Linked DNA regions of Mus musculus: region 1 is linked to region 2. A link is a contact called in public HiChIP or PLAC-seq data. All regions are on one chromosome and are shown on one strand. The core of a region is the stretch at or near the end of the contact, and the rest is flanking DNA. Distances in the headings are between cores, read along the strand shown. Region 1 overlaps Nckap5 (NCK-associated protein 5). Region 2 overlaps Lypd1 (Ly6/Plaur domain containing 1).

What was found. HiChIP or PLAC-seq counts read pairs in DNA pulled down with a chosen protein or histone mark.
Region 1: an H3K4me3 HiChIP or PLAC-seq map of embryonic basal ganglia shows a contact between it and region 2, with 4 times the contacts expected there. The contact joins two enhancer-like sites. A contact is called at or near these places in 2 of 484 Hi-C or Micro-C datasets (the G1E-ER4 cell line and nephron progenitors) and 1 of 115 datasets of contacts at active chromatin or transcription factors (embryonic basal ganglia).

What each region holds. Positions count from the first base shown.
Region 1 is chr1:126,388,740-126,395,740 of GRCm38.p6, forward strand. The region is part of intron 4 of Nckap5 (NCK-associated protein 5); the gene reads right to left. Among named protein-coding and RNA genes, the nearest start is that of Gm35562, 350 kb to the left of the region's middle. Within about 2 kb of position 3,047, at least 6 of the 459 cell types and tissues checked have an H3K27ac peak or open chromatin away from gene starts, as enhancers often do. A contact at or near this core is called in embryonic basal ganglia, where this site is marked.
Region 2 is chr1:125,891,483-125,898,528 of GRCm38.p6, forward strand. The region is part of intron 2 of Lypd1 (Ly6/Plaur domain containing 1); the gene reads right to left. Among named protein-coding and RNA genes, the nearest start is that of Lypd1, 17 kb to the right of the region's middle. Within about 2 kb of position 1,914, at least 3 of the 459 cell types and tissues checked have an H3K27ac peak or open chromatin away from gene starts, as enhancers often do. A contact at or near this core is called in embryonic basal ganglia, where this site is marked.

The DNA of each region.
Region 1 (7,001 bases), core at 1,797-4,296, 500 kb after region 2:
AAACCAGCCACAACCTGGAGAAACGTAATTATTAATGGTACCAATGTCAACAAGATGATGTGTATGCATGTTAGGGTCAGGGCTGGTCAGGGCATGGGTTTCCCACAGTAAGGATTTCAGGGGACTGAACTCCTATTTTCAGATCATGGGGTGAGATGCATGGTTTGTCTTAGCCAATGGAGAGCAAATGAGGCAGTTAAAAAGTAGATGTTTAACATCAGTTAACTGTGGAGGGGAGGGACAAAGCAGACCCCAGAGGGATCACAGCTCCCATTTCTATGTAGGTTTTAAAGAGAAACTCCAAGTCCAACTGATACTGGGACAAGGGAATCCATCCCTGGTGTGGACTCTGGAAACTAGAGACAACCTTTAAGAAAGCAAGGGGAGCTTGTGTTAGCTGTGAATGTCACTCATGAGCAATGCGTTCATGTCCTGCAAAGGGCTAATCTGTGAGGATTTCGCCTCACTGACTTTCTGATTTCAACAAGCTTCCAGAAAACCATATGTGATTTAATACCTGCTGCTGCTGCTGCTGCTGCTGCTGATGATGATGATGATGATGGGGATAATCGAGGTAGTTAAGACTTTGGTTGACAAACTGGGTGGTAAGTCTGATTTCTATAGTCGTTTGCCTAATTCAGAAACACTGTCTTCACAGAACAGATTTTTCACAGCGTTTTCTTTGCTTGGGATTTTTTTTTTTTTTTTTTTTTTTTTTTTTTTTTTTTTTTTTGGACCAAAGGCTCACTTCTCAACTTAGTTTATCGAACGCATCATTTACTTGGCCAATGGGCTCTTTGATAAAGTCAGTGATACATTCTACTTTAGTCACAGATCTTTCTCCATTGTCATGTTTAATTGATCACAATTAACAGTAGCTATTAATTATTCTATCCCCTCAGGAATTCTTGGGAATCAATTTTATTAAGTGCCTTCATACTTGACTACATCCCTAAATTCCCCTCTCTTTGCTTTGAGACTGTATATCCTGTACATAAAAGGGTGGCACACCAGTCTCTAAGCAATCTGGACTGTCAGAGCTCTGCTCTGATCCATCTTTACCATGGTCTTGGATAGATTTCTTTCATCTCCACTACTCTGTTCCTTTCTTGCCTCTCTACCTACAGGAACCAATGAAAAACTAAGACACTCTGTCGCTGACTTAATTTGGGGTGACACTTGGAAATGCTCTTTCTCTTCCTGCCTTATTACACAGGATTCCGAGGTCTTTCTCGTCTATCTTCTAATCCATGGGTAAATTTTCCATGAAGGTTAACACCTGCCTTCTTTTCTCAAACTTGATGCTTCTCTTAGAACACGCCCACCTAATTTACACTGTACCCTACATTCTGATAGGCTTTTTATTTCTCTTAGCATATTTATAATTATATACAATAGCTTCACTGTGAGATTTTCACACACATTCGTGCATGCACACATAACCCCTCACACACACATACACACACATGGCATTTTGATCATATTCTGATGTTCCCTCCCCACTTTTCCTCTGCATTTTCTCAACAGGTCCCCTTGTGCTTTCATGTCGTTTTAGCTTCATATTCAGCTGAATTTCATTAGAGCTGCTTATGACAGCATGGGAAGGAGCTACTTACAAGACCATGGCAAACGTACCAGAAGCGACACTGTTGAAGAATATGTCTCTTTTTTCCTGACATATTTAACATCTTTAACTAACGGCCTACAGGTCCTCATGGAAGGGTGGTACTTTCAGAGCCCCTGCCTCTTCTATGACAGAATATTGATGGGTAGAACTCATGAAGGCTTGGGGCAGACAATCACAACTGCTTTGACATAAAGTTCAAAGGCCAAATCCTGCTTAAAAGATAGCATCCCATAATACGCCATCCCTTCTACTTGTACCGTCTTTCTGCCTGCAGTGCCCTCCATGTTTCCTGAACCTTACATCTATGTCATCTTCTCTCATACTCTTACTGTTTAGCTCCAATAAAAACAAAACAAAACAAACAAACAAAAAATCTACATGTCACGCTAACACTTGCTAAGAATTCCATATACAGCTCTGTGTCACCTCCTCCAAATCACTGCGTGGTTAAGACGAGGACGAGACTTAGTCTTATGCTTGGTAAGAACCTACCCATCATAGTAGCAAAGCGCTGAGTGGTCCAAAACTGCAGTAAGTGCTTATTAAGGGTGACTGTCAGTGACCACTTTTAGTCTTAATCCTGATGCTAACAATAATATACAGATATCTTGATCTTAAAAACCTCATACAGTTTCCCCTGCTGGTTTTGTCCCATGTCCATAACTTTCTCCTGTGGCATGTAGAACGCAAATCCAAGTTGCTGTTTGTCTCACCTGCTCAGCCCCTTTCATGCATTAATTATTAAGTCATAAATTTAATTTCTGCTAGGGCTTGCCTTCCAGAGCATTTGCAATTGCATTTATTAAGATTGTACCTTTTCCACTCATTCAGTTCAGCCCCCTTCGTTTTGTAGATCAGTGAGAGAGGAAAGAATCCTATTTAGACTAGGAATCTTTATATTGCTGTCTTTCCTCAGTGAATGGGTGTAATTATGTGTATGGGAAATTAGAGTGTTTGCTATGGTAATTATTCACTCTTCTAAAATAAGAGAATAATTATAATGTCAACATCTGACTGTACAAGTTACTGCTGAAGCATTTAAGTCTGCCACAAAGTGGCTCGCAGGATCCTGGCAATTAATATTAATTTTCCACAAATGCTTTCTATTCATCTGGAGAACATTCCAGATGGCCTTCACACTTCCCATTGCCTGGCAGAGACTCTTCTTTACATAGAGCTGTTTCTTCAAGCAACGCTTTGAGAATAACGGGCCTGGTGTTTACAGGATCAGCTTCAAGAGTTTGAGAGCAGACAGATTACAGGAGAAAATTCACAATTTTTTAAAACATGATTTCCGGCAGTTTGCTTAATGGTTGTTGGGAAATGCAAACATTCGCATTTCATCCTGGAAAGGTCAGCTTAGAAGAGTTAAAAGATCGTCATGGAATCGTGAGCCAGCTACAGTTCTGTGCTTCAGTGATTCCTTTCACAGAATCATCAGCCTTAGGAGAAGGTAAAGAAAGGTATTACACACTGAAAGCTTTCTGTGTGCTAATCTGGGAGGGAAGCGTTATAGAAATACCATGTTTATTTTTAAAAAAATCATTAAACACTAATATATGAGCTGAATAAACATAGTGCATCCATCAATCAAAAAGGAAAATGTGTTTTCTTACAAGAACGCCTAGGCAACCATTTATGTGTACACATTTATATACACATGTTGCTATAGGCCTGCAGAAATCAGAGGTCAAATTTGGGTATCTTCCATAAACCCAGGTCTCTCACTAGCCTGGAACTCCTTAATTAGGCAAAGCTAGTTGGCCAGAAAGTCCTGGGATTCTTCTTGTTTCTGTCTCCCTGATGCTACAATTTGAAGCCAGTTTGTTTGTTTGCCCGTTTGGTTGGTTGATTGGTTGGTTTTTAATGTGTGTTCTAGGATTACACAGAGGTCCTTATACTTGTACAGTATCCGATTTACTTACTGTGCTGTCTCCCCAACTCCCTAAATGGCTCCTTTCAAAGTACATTTAGCCCTTGATCAATCATATAAATGAAGGATAATGTCATGACACAGGACTGGTCCCCAGTGACAGCAGTGGTGAGCAAATGAAGACATGATAAATACGATTCATAAAAAAATATGCCAGTAGGGACTGGAGTCAACACGTATAGAACACCTGCTTCGGTGTGGTTGGACACATGCTCACTGAGGAACTGCACAACATGGCTACAAGTCTACTGTGAGTGCTTTAAGCAAGGGTTAGGACCCATGCTGAGAGGGGCCTGCTTTGAAACTCCTAGATTTTCCCTAGTTCCCACCCTGGTTGAATGCTTAGCTCTCTCTCATTCACAAGTGTTTTTTTTTTTTTTTTTTTCCTGGAACATTCTATCAGATCTGTCTGAACACAGCAGGAGTTGCTGTACCACATGGCAACATTAGTGCCTTTACCTTGCTATAGAACTTATAGTCAAAGGGAAACAGAAATCCTGAAAGATTGCTTTGAATTGTTAAGGAAAAAAGAGGCCCTAAAAGATGCTTATTTTTCTAGAGTGACCAGGCACATCTCAGGTCTCTCTAGCAAGGGACAAGGGTCAACGCACTCTTAAAGTCACTCTCTGCAGATGGCTAGAAGAGGAAGGGGTTACTAAAGAATAGGGGACTCTTGTACCTAGGCTAAAGATATGTTTATGTTCACTTTGCACCTCCATTTATAAATTATTATATGTATATGTGTATACATAAATATGAGCTCAAAACTAAATCTGTGCCTGAATAAGACACAGTAAAAATGAATGCTAAACATTTTTATTGTTACTATATTAAGATCCTGAAAATTAGTCTTGGAGATTTTACCTCTTTCAGGAAATCATAAGGCTAAGTTATTTTCTGGGCATTGCATGTTATAAAATAGGACTGCTTCCCTTTAACAGGTAGAAAAATTCATATACTGTTCAACAAACATGTTTGAGAGAGCCTAGAAATCCCAGGAATCATTACCAAAGGATTAAGTCGAACACGTACAATGCAGAACGTTCCAATTTGTGTTTGTTAGCTGACATTAAGGGGCAGGTGCGCCACTCGTACACAGTGGCTTCTCCTCTGGGGTCGGAGGGAATTGCAGAGGACCCATTAATGACAGACAGTTCCCTGTACTGAACATCTTTTACAAGTAGTTGTTAACAAATAAATGCTATGCCAGAGAGATTCTGTCTTTATTTTTATGTTTAATACAGAAGGAATCTATTCCTTAAAACTGTGGTTGAAAGCACTGAAGCCATGCTATAGTTACTACCAACATCAATACAATAGATGACAAAGCAGGCATATAGACATTTAAGTGCTGAGGATATGGTGCAGGAGGTAGATTGCTGGCCCTAGTTTTGAGCCCCAGCACCATCTATGATGGGCTTGAGGAGGCAAACATATCTGAAATCCCAAACACTCCAGAGGTAGAAGCTGGAGGACCAGAGCTTCAAATTTATCACTGGCCTAAGGCAGCTGGGAGTCCATCGGCTACTGGAGACCCTGTCTGAGAACAGTAACAGGAAAGTAACATTTAAACACACCTTGTGGGAAGTAGCTGATGCACAGACTCATTATTGTTCTAAGGGCTATGAATAAACACCTGCTGAGTGCTTGGCTCTAAATGAAACAGCTCTAGGACCCCTTAAAGTCTCAGGAAACATCACGGAAGACGTGGCAGAAAGAATTTAAGAGTCGGATGCTGGGAAGATGCAGAGTAAAAGATACCTTCTGGACATGGCATAGCCATGAGCTCTGAATACTCATGAGCTCTGTTGCAACTGTGTTTCTCTGCTCAAGACTGAGCCTGTCAACATTTCATCATGGACGGGGAAGGGCCCAAGAGACCAGTCCTCCTGGATGGAATACAGACAATTAATGGCTGCTGCAGGGTGTGAGTATCATTTTTTTCAGTAGTGGAGCCACTAGTAAGTTGCCCCTGCTGTGTCCAGCATGTAAACAACAGTGATTAAACCCTGTGGGGGCTTGTCTGGAAGAAGGGGTTCACCAAGAGAAGGAAAGAGATGACAAAGAGTGGTGCAAATGACAATGATCAAAAGTCATTATATGTGTATGAACCAGTCAAAGGACATTAATTAATTAATTAATTAATTAATTAATTAAAATTACAAAAACATGCCTCCTTTATTCATGGAGAAATTGGAAAAACAATTATAGGGCATATGACATGAATGAAAGTAAGAGAAAGGAGCATGGTTATTCCTAACAGTACAAATGATAACTGGGCATGAAGTCCAGCTGGGTTCTAAGCATTTTCCCTAAATAATAGCCAGTAGTCACAGAATTGATGAACAATATGAGACAGTGGGCAGTAAGTGCTGTTTCTAATCCACTCCTCTTCTTCCTCCTCTTCCCCCTCCTGCTCCCCTTCCTCCTCTTGTGATTATACAGCACCTAAGGCTATAAGCACATAAGTAGGAGAGCAGGAGGATGGAGAAGGTCAAGGGTTGTGCACCGACAATCTGACCTCAGGGATCTAGAACTTGGCAGCCTCACTTAGGAGTTTTTCCTAGTAAATTTTCACAACTAGTGAACCAGCTCATGCATTTACATCTCTCCCTTCTAAAACATTGTTAGAGACTACAGAGTGAAAAGGTGCTTAAGTGTGTGTATATGTGTGTGTGTGTGTCTATGTATGTAAGTTGTCCTCTGACTTCCACATGTGCCCAAACAGATATATAATAAATAAATATAGTAATTTCAGAAAGAAATATTATACTTCAATCAAATTATGAAATCATTCCTGATAGAGGAATTGGCATATGTCTTAAGTAGGGTACCAGATGCAAAGTACTCGGGTTTTATAGGTTATTGCCTCTGTTTCAACTGCTCAGATATGCCCTTGACTATGAAACTGCTAGACACAGAAGATCAACAATGAATGTGTATGTGTATATCTAAATCAAATCACACCAATGTGTGTACTTGGGAAGCTAAGGCAGGGAGATGGATGTGAACCAAGAGGCCAAGACTAGGCTACAGAGTGAGACATAGTCTCAATAGTTTCGAATTTTCTCTCAAAAAGAAACATACATGAGTAGAGAGGAAGATAGTGTGCCAATAGTTTGTGAACCCCCTTTTATGATTTACTGGCAGGGAGTCAACCCAATGTGTTCTTTTTCTAAAAAGTAATCCACTGTTTTGTTGTTGGTGGTGGTGTTTTTCTATTCAAATTTATACATTCCCAGAAACAAAAACAACTAGATACCTCCTCCTGTACATGGAATGAAGCTTGATAACAACCATCAAAGATGAAAATTTCAGTTTGTGTTTTGGAGAAGGGATAAAGTGTTTGGTAGCTCTAAAAACATCTAATACCTGTGCTTGTACTTGTGCTGGGAACAATCCGTTATCTATCCCCATGGTTACGCTGCTGCAGAGAGACAC
Region 2 (7,046 bases), core at 664-3,163:
TTATTCTGTTTCTGAATTTCAAGTTTTCCCAAATGAAATGTTTATTGTATTTTGTCATGTGGTTGAGAGACACTATGTCAAACATCCTTGCACACTGTTCACACTAATGATAAGGGGGAAGGGGGAGAGCGGGGGGGGTGAGGATGGGGAAGAAGGAGAGGGAGAGGGAGACAAGGAGACAGAAATAAACAGAGACAGACAGACCGACAGACAGAGGGGGAGCATACGGACAGTCACACTCCTAAGCTGTGACCTCGGAAAGCTTGGGCCCTCCTAGAATGTGTGGTACTCCTGGAAGACTACTTGAAGGATCCTTTCTCATCATCTCCAGGCTCCTTTGGGATGGAGGGAACTCTGTCTGTAAATCTGAGCCTCCCACCTTTTCTATTCTTCATCAGGGGTGGAGAGACATGGAACACTGACAAGTCCGGGAGGAGTGTACTGGACCCATGCTGCTGCTCTTCCCACACCCCTCCACCCTTGGGAGTCAGCCACTTACAGAAAACATGCACTTTACGTTGTACTTCTGTCAAGATATTCCCCATGTCTGTCCCTGTCTGTGATGGGGAAACTGGCTGATTGGAAGATGCTAATTTGAATGTATATCTAATTCTTACCCTAAAGCAACCCATTCCTACCATCCCACTTCTTCTAAAACTACAGACTGTTTTTGGTTCCAGCCATTCTGTTCCTCCTTTACATTCTTAATTCCTTCAGAACTTGGGCGAGAAGGCCAACAACCAAGCACTCTTAAGAGTCGGTTTGATTCCACTAACGTCCTAGTATACACAGCATCCCAGGAATGACTTTCTAGTCGCTATTCTTTAAGCGTTTTTCAAACATTAAACTAATCTTCCATTCCAAGTAGCCTATGGACATAGATACACATAACATGATCATTTAGCATTGTTCTTGCTAGACCTGTGAACGTCATTCCTCTATATTGGGACTGAAAAGCCTTTCATTCCCCTATCTCAAAAGATGGGACTTTGGGTCACCCAGAAAGACTGGGACACACTTCCATTACAACCCACATGCTATAAGTGTGCTTTTAAAAGCTATTCTCCTGGCCTGAGGAGATGGCTCAATAGGCAGAGTGCCATGTAAGCCTGAGGACTTGAGTTCAATTCCCCAGCACCCACGGGGAAAAAAAAAACCAAAAAACTGGGTTTGGTGTTGCATGTCTAAAATTTCCTGGCTGAAAAGGGCAAAAACAACCCGATTCCTGGGGCTTGCTGAACAGCCAAACTAGAAAAATCGACCTGGGTCCATGAAAGACACCTCTGTCTCAGAAATCAAGGTAGCTGGAAGCTGAGGAATGGGACCCAAGGTCATGGCTTCTACACGCACACACACACACACACAGAGTAGCTTTTCACAGTGGCTGCTTTTGCCTCTCTCTGCTCTCTCTGCTGGAGCAACAATGGGATGGGAAATGTCTAAGCAGAGTCCTTGGGTAGTCCGTGTCTCTTCACTCTCTTTGCAATTTAATTTAAAGTCCAGCTTCTGTGGTGAACTGCCACTCCTGTGACCGCCTGCCTGAGCGTGAGACTAATCTTTCTCTACTTGAAAAATAACCAACACTTACAGCACCATAGTTATGATTATATCACAATAAATATTCTATGCAGGGCCAGGAACAGCTCCTTCAAGAAAAATGCATGCAGACGGGTAATTGGAATGAACTATATGTGTTTTCGCTGCGCCTTGGAAGCGATAGCAAGAACAAAGATCTTCGATCCATTCCCAAGCATGTATTATTTTTTTCTCTTTAAAGAACACCGCGTAAGGATTTTTGACATCCTCTGCATCATAATAGGAACAACTCTGGGACAAAAGGCCTGTCTGCACTTGAGGCTCAGGCCTCCTTACTGCTAGGAGGGCTCTGGTTATCCTGAATAAAGAGAAAGGGCCTGGAAACGCGTTTGTTCTTGAACAATTCTGTATACCAGCTCTTAAGCACTTCTATTTTGCCCTGGTTGTGAATAACTGAGAGGTCAATGAAATCCCCTCCGTCTGAGCTGCAGATGTCAAGGCAAGCAAATGAGAATGCTAACAAGCTGTTTGAGGAAAGGGGACTCTGCCTGCCCTTCATCGTGATTGTATTGGACCGCCTCTGCCTAGCCAGGTGGAACTAGGGTAACATGAAGGAGTTGTAAAAGCCACTAAAAATCAGTATTAAAACAGCAACAAGAAAGCAGGTGTGAGCCAATGTAACTGGAATGTGTTCATCTTATAGGAGGGTTGGGATATGTTTTTATAAAATTTAGTGCGTGTGTATACTTGTGTGCTGTGTTCATGTACGTGTGTGTGTGTGTGTGTGTGTGTATGTGTGTGTGTGTGTGTGTGTGTGTGTGTGTGTGTGTGTAAGCACTCACACACATAGATGTCCATGTTTATAGAGGATAAAGGAGAATCTTGGCTGTCGTCTCAAGAGTGTCCTTTATCTTCTTTGAGACAGGGTCTCTCATTGACTTGGCTAGACTGCCTCATCAGTTCTGGGACTCTTCCTGTTTCTGCCTCCCTGGTGTTGGGATTGCAGGTCACCATGCCTGGCTTTGGGGTATAGGTTCTGAAGATTTGGGCTGGGCTCCTTGTGTTTCAAGATGAGTGCTTTACCAGCTGAGCCGTCTCTCCTGTCCTATATTCCCTTCTTTGAATGATTTTAGGTTGAGTTTAATTTTTGGTGCTATTTCCATTGAGGTCCTGATGACAACAAGCAGCCAGCCCCATGATGTGTGAGGCCATTTGGTAGTTTCATTCAGTTTTTCCTTTGATTTGGATTTCTTTGTGCCATAGGAACTTCTGAGTAAGCAGAGGGCCATGGAGGAGGTGTGCGTATGTGGGAGTTCCTGTGCAGGAGTTTGTATCTAGTATCTTTGTTCTCTAGCTTGTCAGGGAAGAGTCAAAGAAGGAAGTAGATTTCTTTGTAACTTTAAAATAATTATGCATGTATAATTTGTGTGTGTGTGTCTGTATGTGTGTCTGTGTGTGTGTGTGTGTGTGTGTGTGTGTGTCTGTCTGTCTGTGTCTGTGTACCCACATAGAGAACACGGTTAGAGAACACGGTTTGGTATCAGTCTTTATCTTCCAGCCTTTGGGGACAGGGTTTTCTGTTGTACATTGCTATGAATGCCAGGCTACCAGGCCCATGAGCTTCTGGGTAGCCTCTTGTCTCCACCTCCCAGCCTACTAGAACACTGGGATTACAGGATTTGCTGTGGAGTTTGGCGTTACATGGACTCTGAGGATCTGAACTAGGATCCTCACACTTGCAAGACAAGTGCTTTATCCACTGAGTGGTCTCCACACCCCCATGTGATTTATTATCACAGCATTCATCTGTGACTTATAACTTGTGCTTTTGCATTCTGAACCCTGATACCCTTCTGATTGTTGTTCTCAAACAGTAGAAAGAGTGTCAGGAGGCCCAAAGTTCCTAAGCAGTTTCTTGCCATCTGAGTTCACCAAAATTTAGGAAGAAAGTCCTTGGGATAATGGCTCCCTGTGGAACTAGCCAAAAAGATTCAAGTACTTCCAGCAAGCCGTCTTATTCGACACTACGAACTGGGAATTTTCTCTGCAGAAAATAAATTCATAGTCAAACTTCAAGCTTGACTTCCTTTTTCTTGTTCAACTTTTGGTGTGTGTGTGTGTGTGTGTGTGTGTGTGTGTGTGTGTGTGTGTGTGTGCGCGCGCGCACTTGCAAGCACATGTATGCCTGTGCATGTGGAGGTCCAAGTTTAATGTCAGGAATCATTCCCTGCCACTCTTTCCCCTTATTCATGGTGACAAGTCCTTAGTCAAACCCCTAGCTCTGCAGTAAGGCTAGTCTTACAAGCCAACTTGCTGTGGGGAATCCATCTCCTGCCTCCACCTTCTGCAGCTGAAACTCTACAATCACCCACTAACGTATTTTGTTGTTTCTAGGGATCCAAACTCTAACCCAAACCCTAATGTTTATATGGCAGGTGCTTTAACTGCTGGACCATCACCTACTTAAACTTTTATTCACAGAATTCTACGAATGCGATCTTTGGCATGTCCTGTCAATCTTGTGATAAATGTCACGTGTCAGGATAACTATTGCTTTCTTTCCAGAGTGTGAAAATGACCAAGATAAAGGTTTTCTGATTGCATTTCAATATTCTACTTAAGCAAAGCAGTGGTTTTTTCTGCAAGCAAAGAAAACATTTGGGCCGTCTTCCCAGGGAACCCTGGAAGCATTGTGCACCAATGTTTCTGCTCTTGTGTATGAATTTTTCAAAAGATGAAGGCAGTAGACAGAGAGTTGATGCTTACAGCTTCTAAGGGTCATGAATGGGAGGAGCTGGGAATATTTTCTTATTTAAAGGCTGGGAATGTGGCTCATCATGTAGAGGGCTTGTCTAGCATACATGAAATCTTGGGTTTGATGCCCAACACCCCCATGAAGTGCATGGTTGTACATGCCTAGAATCCTAGCTCTTGTAGTAGAGTCAAGAAGACAAGAAGTTCAAGGTTATCTATGGTAACACAACAAGTTTGGGGACAGCCTGGAGCTGCATTAGATACTGTCTCAAAAAGGCTAGAAAGATGGCTTAATTGTTAAGAAATTTTGGCATTTGCAGAGGACCCACATTTGGTTCCAATTACCCACACTGGATAGCTCACAATCACCCCTGCCTCCAGCTCCAGAGAATCCAATCTTCTTCCTGCCTGCATGAGCACCTACTGATACATGGCATTCGTTCATACATACATACATACATACATACATACATACATACATACACATAAATAAGGATACATTTAAAAGGGAAAACAAAAGGCAAAGTTTATAACAAATGTTACCTTGGTGTGATTGCATCCATTCAACTAGAATTTAAAGGTGACATTATGTCAAAGCTGCAACAGCCTAAAGACAAACACTTCCCAGCTTGCCTAGGAAGTAATCAGAAAATCACAGAAAGCCTGAGTCTTTAGAAGAAGTCATGAGTCCCCGGGGAAAGTCCTAAGACCGCCCACTAGTGAACTGTCTCCTTAGGTGACTGCTAAGTGTTTTTCCACCTAAGTCACTGTTATTGCTGAAAGCATCCTTAAGTAATGGAGCAAGCAATGTTCAGGGTAGAAGAACAGAGGCCCGTTGGCAGCAGCAATAACTGGGTGACTGTTCATAGGAGCAGACTAGTGAAAGGACAGAGTTAATGCCTTTTATGCTGATGTGCTAATAGAATTCATGCAGCCTGGGGCTTGTGTGAGACTGGACTTAGATTTGCCAATAGACAGGATGATTATATTAATGATAGGAAACACAAGAATTGAAACAACTGAGCAGATTATTAGGGGCTGGTGAAATAGTATAAGGTCTGCTTGCCTGGGATGAGAACCCAAATTGAATCCCTCCAAACCCATGTGAACAAACAAACAACAACAACAAAAGAGCAGCCACGGTAGTAGGCACCTATCATTCCAATACTGGAGAAACAGAGACAGAAATATCCTTAGGGTTTACTGGCCAGCCAGACTAGCTAAATGAGCAAGTTCTGGGTTCAGTGAGAGACCCTGTCTAAAACTGAGATGGAGAGTGATTGAGGAAGACACCTAACCTCTACTTCTAGCCTCCACATTCATGCCTATGGACACACACACACACACACACACACACACCATAAGTGTAAAACAGGTAATAGTGCAATAACCATGTTCTTTTTTTTTTCTATAGTGAAATTTATCTGAATTCAGTGGTTTGTAAGTCTATTCATCAGCAGTGTGTCTGAAAGGCTTGCGTTTTATTAACAGAGTTTCTATGGCCGTTTGAACTTGCTTCTCCTGCATGGGCGAACTGGGTGCTGGTGAAGGGAAAGATTTGGAGGGAGTTATAAGCCTATGTAACATTTTCTTTCTTGTCTAGGGAGTCCATGAACACAGCTGGTGTCTCAGTGTAACAGAGTTCCAGAGGACGTGACTAGATGGCGGTGGTCTGGTCTTCTGGCTACCTTGACTACCAAGTTAACTGCATGCTTTATGTGTGTTTCTTGAGAGCATTCCGATTAAGCCAAGTCAAGCCAGCCTTGAAAGCAGGATGGCACATTAGAAGACCTGGGGGCTGGGCAACATTTCAGAGGGATGTCTTTAAAAACAACTGTTAGAACAGGCATGAGTCAGCTGTTTCAAATGTAACCAAAAAGTAAATGGAAATATTCAGTGTGTCGTCAGACTGTATTGTTATGCTAAAAATCTTTCATCACTGGTTCTATCTGCCATTTTAGCATGCAACTGGTTTGCTTCCACAGATGCAATTCTGTGAGTGTTTATTTGCTGTCAAAAATCAGTATGTGCATGTGAGAGGTAGGGATGGGAAGGAGGGAAGGAGAAAGACATAGAGGGAGGAAGGGAAGGATGCTGGGGGAGAGAGAGAACATAGAAAGGAGTGAGTGTGTACAGGAAAGAGAGGAGGGATGGGGAGAGGAGCTAGACAAAGGAGAGAGTGCAGAGAGAAAGAGAGAGCAGAGAAAAAGAGAGAATCACAAATGGGTTGTCTTCCCATTTTATTAGGAAAATATTCTATGAAATTCTAAGAGGATGAGGCACTTAGGCTTGTGGATAAGGGACAATGATATAATTGTCAGAATGTCCTTCTGTCCTGCCCTGGACATCACCATCACCAACACCAGTGACTAGAAATGTTTCCGACAGGGTGTAGATGAACTGCACCCCTGGCTGGCTTCTACACCCAGACTTCAGTGTTGGGGCTTCCTCTGGCATCTCTTGCACTAAAGGGTTGTCTCCGACTCTCTTTCTCTTTCTTTCTCTTCCAATAGCAAGTGACAAGCTGAATGCCTTTCAGAGAAACTTAGAGAATTCATCTGTCTAGGCCGCAGCTCTGTCCACTAACTGCCTTCCCCTCTGGAAATACAAAACCCCAGAGAATCCCCTGCTTTCTTTATAGCTGGAATACCATTGAGTTTACAGTTTGGGTTTCTTTACTTAGTGCAAAATTATTCTTGCTACTTCTGAATAGTTTTTATTGTTGCCTAAGACCCAAGTGCTTCTGCCTTACATAA